2 separate regions of the Sus scrofa genome follow, and region 1 is linked to region 2. The links are chromatin contacts, called in public HiChIP or PLAC-seq maps. All regions are on one chromosome and are shown on one strand. The core of a region is the stretch at or near the end of the contact, and the rest is flanking DNA. Distances in the headings are between cores, read along the strand shown.

Region 1 (4,857 bases), core at 636-3,135, 80 kb before region 2:
TTAGGAACCATGAGGTTGCAGGTTCATCACTGGCTTCGTTCAGTGGGTTAGGGATCCAGGGTTGCCGTGAGCTATGGTGTAATTCGCAGATGCGGCTCGGATCTGGCAGTGCTGTGGCTGAGGCGTAGGCCGGCGGCTACAGCTCCAATTAGACCTCTAGTCTGGGAGCTTCCATATGCTGCTGGTGTAGCCCTAAAAAGCAAAAAATAAAATAAAAAACAGCAACACTGAAGAAGATGCTATACGTTTCTTCACAAAAAATAAGCTATACTCAATTCAGTCAGATCTTCTGGCAGGTGTGTGAGTGGTGCAGGGGTTGTAAAGATGAGTTTTCCTTCTCAAAACCTGGCTGCAGACACATTAGAGCACGTTAGCTAAAGGGATTTCTTTCTTTCTTTTTTTTTTTTTTTGCTTTTTAGGGCCACTCCCATGGCATATGGAGGTTCCCAAGCCAGAGCCACAGCAATGCCAGATCCGAGCCATGTCTTCGACCTCCACCACAGCTCACAGCAACCCTGGATCCTTAACCCACTGAGCGAGGCCAGGGATCGAACCTGCAACCTCATGGTTCCTGGTAAGATTCATTTCCACTGAGCCACAAGGGGAACTCCAGAGACTTCTTTTTTTTAATGATGAACTGTTTTCTTTTTTCTTTCTCTTTTTTAGTTATTTCTTCTATTATAGTTGATTTACACTGTCAAGCAACTTCTGAGATTCAGAGGAGGGAGAAACTGATGATGAACTCTTGAGATCTCTTTATGATCCCTCAAATCTCCAATTCTCCTGCTGGAGAAGCCCCAGAGTTCCCCAATAATAACATTCCCTGGGATTTAATCTCTTTTGGTCCTCTGACTTCAGCTCCTGAGTCCCCCTGCACCGTCTCTGCAACACCACGGCTCTCCTCTGGGAGTTCCCTGAGATCTCAGAAAGTAGACACACACACACACACACACACACACACACTTACAGGACAAGGGGAGTCTTTGTAACAGTCCTGCTAGACTGAAACAAGCCTCAACTCCAACCACAGGAAACTGGTTAAATGTGTTATAGTCCATTCATAAAATGGAACACTAAGTAGCATTATAAAGACGACTTGGTGCACCATATACTCTAGATAAACTGTTGTGTGACCGAAGGAAAGGGAGAACCAGGAGCAGATATGCTACTGCTTAAGAAAAAACAAAAACAAAAACAACTATCTCCAGGAGTTTCCGTAGTGGCACAGCAGAAACGAGAATCTGACTAGGAACCATGAGGTTGAGGGTTCAATCCCTGGCCTCACTCAGTGGGTTAAAGATCCAGCATTGCCGTGAGCTATGGTTGCAGACTTAGATCTGGCTGTGGCTGTGGCTGTGGCACAGGTTGGCAGCAGTAGCTCCAATTAGACCCCTAGCCTGGGAACATCCATATGCCATAGATGCGGCCCTAAAAACAAACAAGCTGACCAACAAAAAAACACAGCTATCTCCAGAAACAAGAACCAGGGATTCAAGGAACTGTGATTGCACTGGGGAGAGGAACTTGAGGCCAGAGTAAGACAAAGTATCTTTTCATATGATTTTTTTTTTTTTTTTTTTTTTTTTTTTGCTTTTTAGGGCCGCTCCTGTGGCATATGGAGGTTCCCAGGCTAGGGGTCAAATCGGAGCTGAAGCTGCCAGCCTACACCACAGCCACAGCAACACGGGATCCAAGCCGCATCTGCGACCTACACCACAGCTCATGGTAACACCAGGTCCTTAACCCACTGAGTGAGCCCAGGGATTGAATCCGCAACCTCATGGTTCCAGTCAGATTCGTTTCTCCTGTGCCATGACGGGAACCCCATGTGATTTTTTTTAAAACAGTGACCCAGAGTTACTTTAAAACATTTCTAAGAGGAAGGAGGGGGAGGAGAAGCCAGCCATGGGAGAGCACCGGGGGAGGAGTTTCAGTTTCACTGAAGAGGTCCTGGAGGAGGCAGAGGAGGGCTTGGATCCACACCCTCAGGAAAAGGCAGAGCGTTCTGGTCCTCACGTCCCTTTTGAACACCTGCTGCTAGGAGCGCCTCTGCCCATCCTCCCCTATTACTCCTTCAGCTCTCCTGGACCTGTTCAGGCATTGTTCTTCCTTCTCCACACACCACACTTCAGTTCTACCCCTGCTCTAAAGCCACTGGTGGAAACCCCTTTCCTCAATGATCTACCAACAAATCCCTGTGCGCTGGGAATTAACCTCACTACCCTAGAGCTTATGAATCACCACATTTCTTAATTTCTCTAAAGAAAATGAAATCTAGGTGTTCCCATTGTGGCTCAGAGGGTTAACAACGAGACATAGTGTCCGTGAGGATTCAGGTTCAATCCCTGGCATCACTCAGTGTTGCCACAAGCTGCAGCTTAGGTCACAAATGCGGCTTAGATCCAGAATTGCAGTGGCTGTGGTGTAGGAACTTCCATATGCCGTGAGTGCAAGCCATGAAAGGAAGGAAGGAAGGAAAGAAAAGAAAATGAAATCTAGTTCAGTCCCAGCATCCTGTCCCCGTCCAATCTCTGGGCATGGCAAAGAATTCTGAGGTTCTAAATTTCCAGGGTGGAGCTCCTGTAGTGGCTTAGTGGTTAATGAACCCGAATAGTATCCATGAGGTTGCAGATTCAATCCCTGGCCTCACTCAGTGGGTTAAGGACCTGGCATTGCCGTGAGCTGTGGTGTAGGTTGCAGACGTGACTCAGATCCCGACTTGCTGTGGCTGTGGCGTAGGCTGGCAGCTGTAGCTCCGATTCGACCCCTAGCCTGGGAACCCCCATATGCCACCAGTGCTGTCCTTAAAAAAAATAAAATAAAATAAAAGTTTCCAGGGTCCTTGGGTGCATCATGGTAGCCAGGAAGCTGCCCATGTCCAGCCCCAACTCAACCTGCAGGCTGGTGAGGGGGCCTCCACCTCCTCCGGGCAGGCCAGGCCACCAGGTCCTGAGACAGCGTTCACCCCCAGGTGTCCACAGACTCATGACTCAATTCACCCCAGGTGTATCACAGCTCAGGGTGCTGGATAGCCAGAGGCACACGGTCCCAGCTTCTCAAGACCCACCACCCTCTCTGCCACCAGAGCCAGGCCGCTCCCCCACGCCCCTCAAAGCCCAGCCCCCATCCCCTCACTCTCTCCAGCTCCTCCTTACATTTCAACACTATGGTTTGCATTCTAGAAGAGAAAAGAGCTGACACTGGCCCCTATCTCATCCAGGACAAGGGAATCTGGAACTTAGAACACAAAGTTCTGCTTGTTCTTCCTGTGAGGAGGGAGGGGAAGTGACCTGCACCGAGAAAACACCACACAGGAATTATCACCCACTCCTCTGTTATATACCCTCCTCTCAAGAAATGGTTGTGCGTTTTTTAGGACCTTTTTTTTTTTTTTTTTAAGTCTTTTTAGGGCCGCACCCTTGGCATATGAAAGTTTGAATCAGAACTAAGGGTAGAATCAGAGCTATAGCTGCCGGCCTAGACCACAGTCACAACAACACCGGACCCTCAACCCACTGAGTGAGGCCCGGGATCAAATCCACATCCTCAAAGATACTAGTCAGGTTCTTAACCTGCTGAGCCACTACGGGAACCCTAGGACCTTAATATATTTCCTTTGGTCTGGTTTCTCTGAAGCAAAACATGAAGGAAAACTGGGTTACAAAAGCTCAAAAATATGGAACACTTCATGAATTTGTGTGTTGTCTTTGCCCAGGGGCCATAGTAGCCCTAGCAAGAGATCAAGGTCAGCCAGGCTGGTTGAGAAAAGAGATGTAACTCCAGGTGGCCCTGGCGGCCCTACCATTAAAGGACAGGCCTGGTCCTGTGGTTGGTCCCCTGACCTCCCCTAATGAGCATCCTCTGCCCCAGTATTTCTGAAGTTTGTGCTTAGGAAGACCCCTTTTCCCCAAATATTTATTGGTGAGGGTACAGACGACTGACTTGTAGGTCTCCGAAGTTCGCAGCCTGCCACGCCCCTGGTGGGTCTCAGGACTCCAGACACAGTCAGGCCGCGATCACCTCGAGCACGAAAAGGGCCTCAAGGGCTGGGTCTCTTCGCCAACAGCCACATGCTCCTGAGAACGAACATGACAGTTTCATTCTCAGAAAACAGCCCCTGTTTCTGATCATCTGCTGTTTGTGTCATCTGCAGACTGGCCTTGGCGACCACCTGTCCCTTTGTGTTGGCCCAGGGTGCAGGGCACCAGGCAGCTCATGCTCTAGCACCAGGCATCACCAGGCCTAGGGTGACAATCTCTCTTCTCCAGAAATAGTTCCATTTTTTGGTAATCCAGAGGCCGAAGGGGAAGCCCTGAAATTTCATCTTCTCCTGAAAAGTGTAGGGAAATGACTGCTCAGCGACCTTGAAAAAGCGTCTCCCATCCCCATTGCCCCAGAGCTGCTGAAGGATCATGGTGTCTTGAGATGGATTTTCAAGCTCAGTCTCTTCATAGCTCTCTGGTGAGCCCCCAGTCTGCAGAAGTGAAGGGCTTGGGTCTGGCATCTCTGTCCCCTTTCTCCTTCATGACCCTCTCTGCTACCCTGCTCCCAGCAAGGCTGGGCTTAGTAAATTTGGGGTGTGTCACCTCAAGTCTGCATTTACCTCCCTCCAATTCTCTAATTTCCCAGGAGAGTATCAAGTGTTAGCCACATAGTTTTCTTTTCTGATCTTTTCGCTTATTTTTTTCCCTTGCATGAATAATACATGAATACATCTTTATTGCACAAGTTTCAAATAATACAGATGTCTATGGAGTAAGGCTGAAAACCAGCAACATCCCTCCCAAGACCACTCTCCTCAGAAGCCACACTGTGCACAGTTTGCTATACATCCTTCCAGCCCCCTTTCTGGGCATT
Region 2 (5,200 bases), core at 2,302-4,801:
AGTTCCTGTCGTGGCGCAGTAGTTAATGAATCCAACTAGGAACCATGAGGTTGCGGGTTCGATCCCTGCCCTTGCTCAGTGGGTTAAGGATCCGGTGTTGCCGTGAGCTGTGGTGTAGGTTGCAGACGAGGCTTGGATCCTGCGTTGCTGTGGCTCTGGCGTAGGCCGGTAGCTACAGCTCCGATTAGACCCCTAGCCAGGGAACCTCCATATGCCACGGGAGCAGCCCAAGAAATGGCAAAAAGACACACACACAAAAAAAAAAGAAAAAAGAAAGTATGAAAATGATACATCAAAAATGAACTGAGGTTGTGAAAATGCTAGGAAAAAATTTTAAATTTTTAAACTAAATCTAGAGGAAAGCTACTAATCCCAAGCTTAATGTAAATTTATTACAAAGAGAGATCAGTTACTCAAATTTTTTAAATTTGCTTTTCCCCTAATATTAAATACACAGGATCTGTAGACTTGATTATGAGAGAAATAAACTCCAAAAAAGCTAGGAGACCATAAAAGAAGACCTGGATGCTTTAAATGAATTCCCTTCCATGCTCAGAAGTAGGTATACTGATTAATGAATTCATCTCAGCCTGGAGGCAAGCTTTTAGCTGTCAGAGTCTGTCCTCTGCCCCATTATATGGCTCTGTTTTAGCAATGTGGATAAAGGCAAATTTGTCATATCTTCCTCTTCTGGATGCAAGAGCTTATAGGAACAGCCAATACGTTGTATGCCAGATAATATTTACAAAATCCTAATGGTTTGTAATGGTGGATCAAACATATTCCTGTGAAAAAGACTTAGAAGGTTCAGCTTTAATGCTATGACCACTGCAAAGCCCTAAAACTGTCTTAGGGCAGGGAATGGAATATAGACTAACTCCTCATACAAGGCGACATTTCAACAAAAGGTGTTTGAAAAAACTGATGAAATACACCAATATCTCCTACAACCAAGCAGAAGAACTTCAAAACATGTTGGCTAAATAAGTGTATGGATGAACAGATAAATGAGTTCAGCCTAACCATCTCTATCAGTATGTATGGACTAATCTCATTATTCTCCTTTCAGGAACCTTAAGAGGTAAACAACTGAGGGAATTTCAATGTAAATTCTATTTCCTATAATGCCTATATGAAACAATACAGCACTGACTCTAATGAGAGCTACCCTTCAGTTGAGAAAATTCCATATTGGTAAATCCTACCTCCTTAGAAAGGGATGGCCCCAAAACCCCATGCTTCGAAATTACCTAACAGCAGAAATTGCTGTGAGGGCACATTTACCTCATTTAGTCAAATTTCTAAACTAAGACAAGCACTAATATATCTCTTAATAAACAGAAAAAATTTTACAGTAACATCATTTTTGTAATTTTTTTTTTTAATCCAACAACCAGATATAGGGCCAATTACCTTGGCTTTTTTGAGCAGATCAACTATATCGAGGTTCATCGATGCCAGTTCCCTGCTTGGCATGCTTTGCAGCTGTGTAATGATGAACAGCTCACAGATGTGCTGCAGTCTGGATACCTGGTACATCTCTGCACAGATCAGGAGACACATTGCCTGGAAAATGCCAGCTGATGCAAGAAAAGAAATAAAAGAAAATGGACAATAAAACCATTTCTTTTACCATCTAAAAACAAAACAACAGCAAAAAACAAAACCAACCAAATTGCTGACTCCATGATCCAATGTAGAATAGAACACCTAGAAAAAGCCTTGAAGGAATAAGTCAGCAGTCTACACTATTACTCCATTTTAAAACAAATTCATTCAAGCCTTCGAGCTCAGAAGTCAGTCTGTCATCACTGCTGTTGTTTTTAATTCTTCAAAGAAAGAGATTACACAACTGCCCTTAATAATCCACTCCAGGGCTATGGGTACTTCTTTCTGCTAGCTATAGTAAATTCTTTTTTTTTTTTTTTTTTTGCTTTTTTTCAGGGCCATACCTGTGGCATATGGAGGTTCCCAGCCAGGGATCCAATGGGAGCTATAGCTGCCAGCCTACACCACAGCCACAGCACTGTGGGATCCAAGCCACATCTATGACCTACACCACAGCTCATGGCAATGTCAGATACTTAACCCACTAAGCGAAGCCAGGGATGGAATCCACGTCCTCATGGATGCGATCTGGGTTCATTAACCGCTGAGCCACAATGGAAACTCCTAGCTATACTAAATTCTTGCCATTTTTCCTCTTCTGGCTTTAGTCCCCAGGCATGTTTGTTTTTATTATGGTAAAATGAACACAATTTATCATTGGTCATTTTAAAGGGTAAAATCCAGTGGCATTACGTACATTCACATTGTTGTGTAACCATCACCACTACCTTCTCCAAAACTGTCTTCTTCCCCAATGAAACTCTGCACCCTTTATGCAATAACTCCCCATTTCCCTCTTCTCTCAACCCTGCCGGTCACCCAGGTTTCTCTGATTGTTAGTTTAACACTTTTCCCTAAGTATGATATTTTCATGTAATTTTTTTCTGGTCCCTCCTTAGATTCCTTACATCTTTTTGTAGTTAGGAACCAAGAATGGCATGAATGATATCATAATGAATAGATTACTTTCCTTTTTCCAATTTTCCCAATGCAAATATTCTAGTATCCAGCTTAACTTTTTGATTACTCATTTTGACTCATGTCCCCCTATACGTTCACCATTTACTAATTTTTTTTTTTTTTGTCTTTTGTTGTTGTTGCTATTTCTTGGGCCGCTCCTGCGGCATATGGAGGTTCCCAGGCTAGGGGTTGAATCGGAGTTGTAGCCACCGGCCTACGCCAGAGCCACAGCAACGCGGGATCCGAGCCTCGTCTGCAACCTACACCACAGCTCACGGCAACGCCGGATCGTTAACCCACTGAGCAGGGGCAGGGACCGAACCGCAACCTCATGGTTCCTAGTCGGATTGGTTAACCACTGCGCCACGACGGGAACTCCACCATTTACTAATTTTTAAAGTGTTTTGTCTTATAGTTATTATTGCTTTTCTGAGTATGTTTTTCTCATTAGCAAGATAAAACTTAAAGCTCCAATTACTCTAGTGAGAGGATTATTGAGAAACCAAATTTCCTTATGATTTCAAATCTGATCAAATTTTTAAATTTAATATACAAATTTGCCAATACTGAAATAATCAAATACATAATAACACCTATTCTGATGACAATCAAAGCTTTCATTAAGTAGAAATGATAAGCCAGGCTTAACACTGAAAGGAACAACTGTAACTGGCTTCAAAATACTCTACAGCTAGTCGCAAGACCAGAATTAGTCCAATTAAAAGAAGAATTTTCTGATTTAGAACATCTGAAGCTTTTCACTAGAGGGCTCAGGACTTGTTTAAAACTTAGGAGATTTTAAGAACAAACACTGGAAGTCTTTAAAAATCTAAAATGAAAGCAGTAAACCTGAACAGAGGTATGGTCTGAAATGTGTGCTTGCTTTTTGTATTTGCCAAGCTGCCTGGCCAGGTTGTACAATCAAGGTCTCAGGCTCCTGGACTAAGGGCTTATTCCAGTTATGTTTGCGGTGGGAGCCATCTGGTGGCCAAAGGATAAAGACTGATTAAAGGAGCTGCATTCCTGCATCCAAGACTCCAGCCAGGTCTGATGAAAGGATTCTGTAATTTCTCCCATGTGCCTTCAGCTGCAGGAAACCTGCAAGACCTGTTCCCACCTGTAGCTGCCATACACAGTTTCTAGTCAATAGTCGTGAACACGGGAATAAATCCTATAGTTCACTGGGTATTCTAAACCACTTAGGAAAAGTTTTTGAATAAGTCAGCTTTAGGAGAGTCTGACTCTGGCAGAAATCAGAAAAAGGTCTTAAAAAACCCCACATCCTTTGGGCCAGAGATGATTAAAGGAATCTCAGAATATTGAAATTACTTGGGATTTCCCCTTGTGTCTCAGCAGGTTACAAACCTGACTAGTATCCATAAGGGTGCAGGTTTGACCCCCGGCCTTGCTCAGTGGGTTAAGGATCCGGTGTTGCCATAAGCTATGGTGTAGGTAGTAGATGTGACTCAGATCCCGTGTTGCTGTGGCTGTGGCTGCGGCACAATCTAGCAGCTGCAGCTCCAATTCGACCCCTAGCCTGGGAAAGTCCATATGCCACAGGTGCAGCCTTAAAAAGCAAAAAAATAAATAAATAAATAAAAAATAAAAAATGGAACGTCCTTAAAAGTGCCTCATTCAGAAAAGTCAGAGCCATAAAAGCAGATGCCCACCTCTTTCCTCGTGAAAGGAACAGTGTCCCAAGGAGCTCTCTGCTCCAGTCTGTAGAATTGGAGCAGCCGCTGGGTACCACGGGGACACCTCCATTCCAGGGCGCCTACAGTGATCACCATGCTATTGGTACTGGCTGGAACATGTGAACTTATCCCAGGGTCTGAGAGCCATAAGAGTTACCCAATCACTGCTCCTTCACTTGAACTGACTGAAAACTCATTGTTGTCCCAACATCACCTCGTTATTAGCACAATCCCAATTCTCAAAAATCTTAAACGAAAACAGATTTCATAGAAAGCAATTTCTCAAAATGGGGTATCAGAAAAGAAAGAATTGTGAGATACTATATAATGTTTCTAACGGCTGACCTGGGCAACAGGAGTCTGTGTACAGGTATTCTAAGAATGACAAGAAAGTCTCTTTGGAAACACCATAGACTGGAATCAGAACACTCTTTGCTTCCATGTAGTTCCCATTAAACATGGCAGCCATCACTTCACAACGGGCCACCAGGATGGCCCGGTGGGCTGGTACTGTCGTACCTGTAAGGTTCAAAAGGGAAACAAAGCCAAGTGAGACAAACTGGCACAGTTATTTTCCTACCAATTTTCCCTCTAATTAGAATGGTATGGCATTAAGCACAGCTAAGCTGATATTCAGAAACCAAATGTGGGCATGACAACCAGCATTAATTCAGAGACTCTGTAGTGTTCAAATAAATTGAAAAATTAAGAGAGTTCAAAAGCTGACTTTGAAACCAATAATTCGCAGATCAGCCCATTATACGTTACTCAGTTTTTATTTCCTGAAGATAGAAACACTGGAATGAAGTATTTTGCTTTATGGTTTTATAACAAAACATTGATTCTTTCCGATTGGCTTGAAATACCACCCCCAGCCCTGTCCAAGTGCCTCCCAAGGAAATACAGCCATTGCTCTTCTTAGCCAAACTCACAGTACA

The links. HiChIP or PLAC-seq counts read pairs in DNA pulled down with a chosen protein or histone mark.
Region 1: an H3K27ac HiChIP or PLAC-seq map of alveolar macrophages shows a contact between it and region 2, with 4 times the contacts expected there. The contact joins two enhancer-like sites. A contact is called at or near these places in 1 of 5 promoter capture datasets (liver), 30 of 47 Hi-C or Micro-C datasets (alveolar macrophages, blood, brain and 15 more) and 2 of 2 datasets of contacts at active chromatin or transcription factors (alveolar macrophages and skeletal muscle).

The regions. Positions count from the first base shown.
Region 1 is chr2:102,457,994-102,462,850 of Sscrofa11.1, reverse strand. No RefSeq gene overlaps it. Among named protein-coding and RNA genes, the nearest start is that of GLRX, 23 kb to the right of the region's middle. Within about 2 kb of position 1,885, at least 4 of the 83 cell types and tissues checked have an H3K27ac peak or open chromatin away from gene starts, as enhancers often do. A contact at or near this core is called in alveolar macrophages, where this site is marked.
Region 2 is chr2:102,379,697-102,384,896 of Sscrofa11.1, reverse strand. It overlaps RHOBTB3 (rho-related BTB domain-containing protein 3), which reads right to left. Exons shown (of 12, transcript XM_003354222.5): 9 at 4,608-4,781; 10 at 1,414-1,580. Among named protein-coding and RNA genes, the nearest start is that of RHOBTB3, 48 kb to the right of the region's middle. Within about 2 kb of position 3,551, at least 4 of the 83 cell types and tissues checked have an H3K27ac peak or open chromatin away from gene starts, as enhancers often do. A contact at or near this core is called in alveolar macrophages, where this site is marked.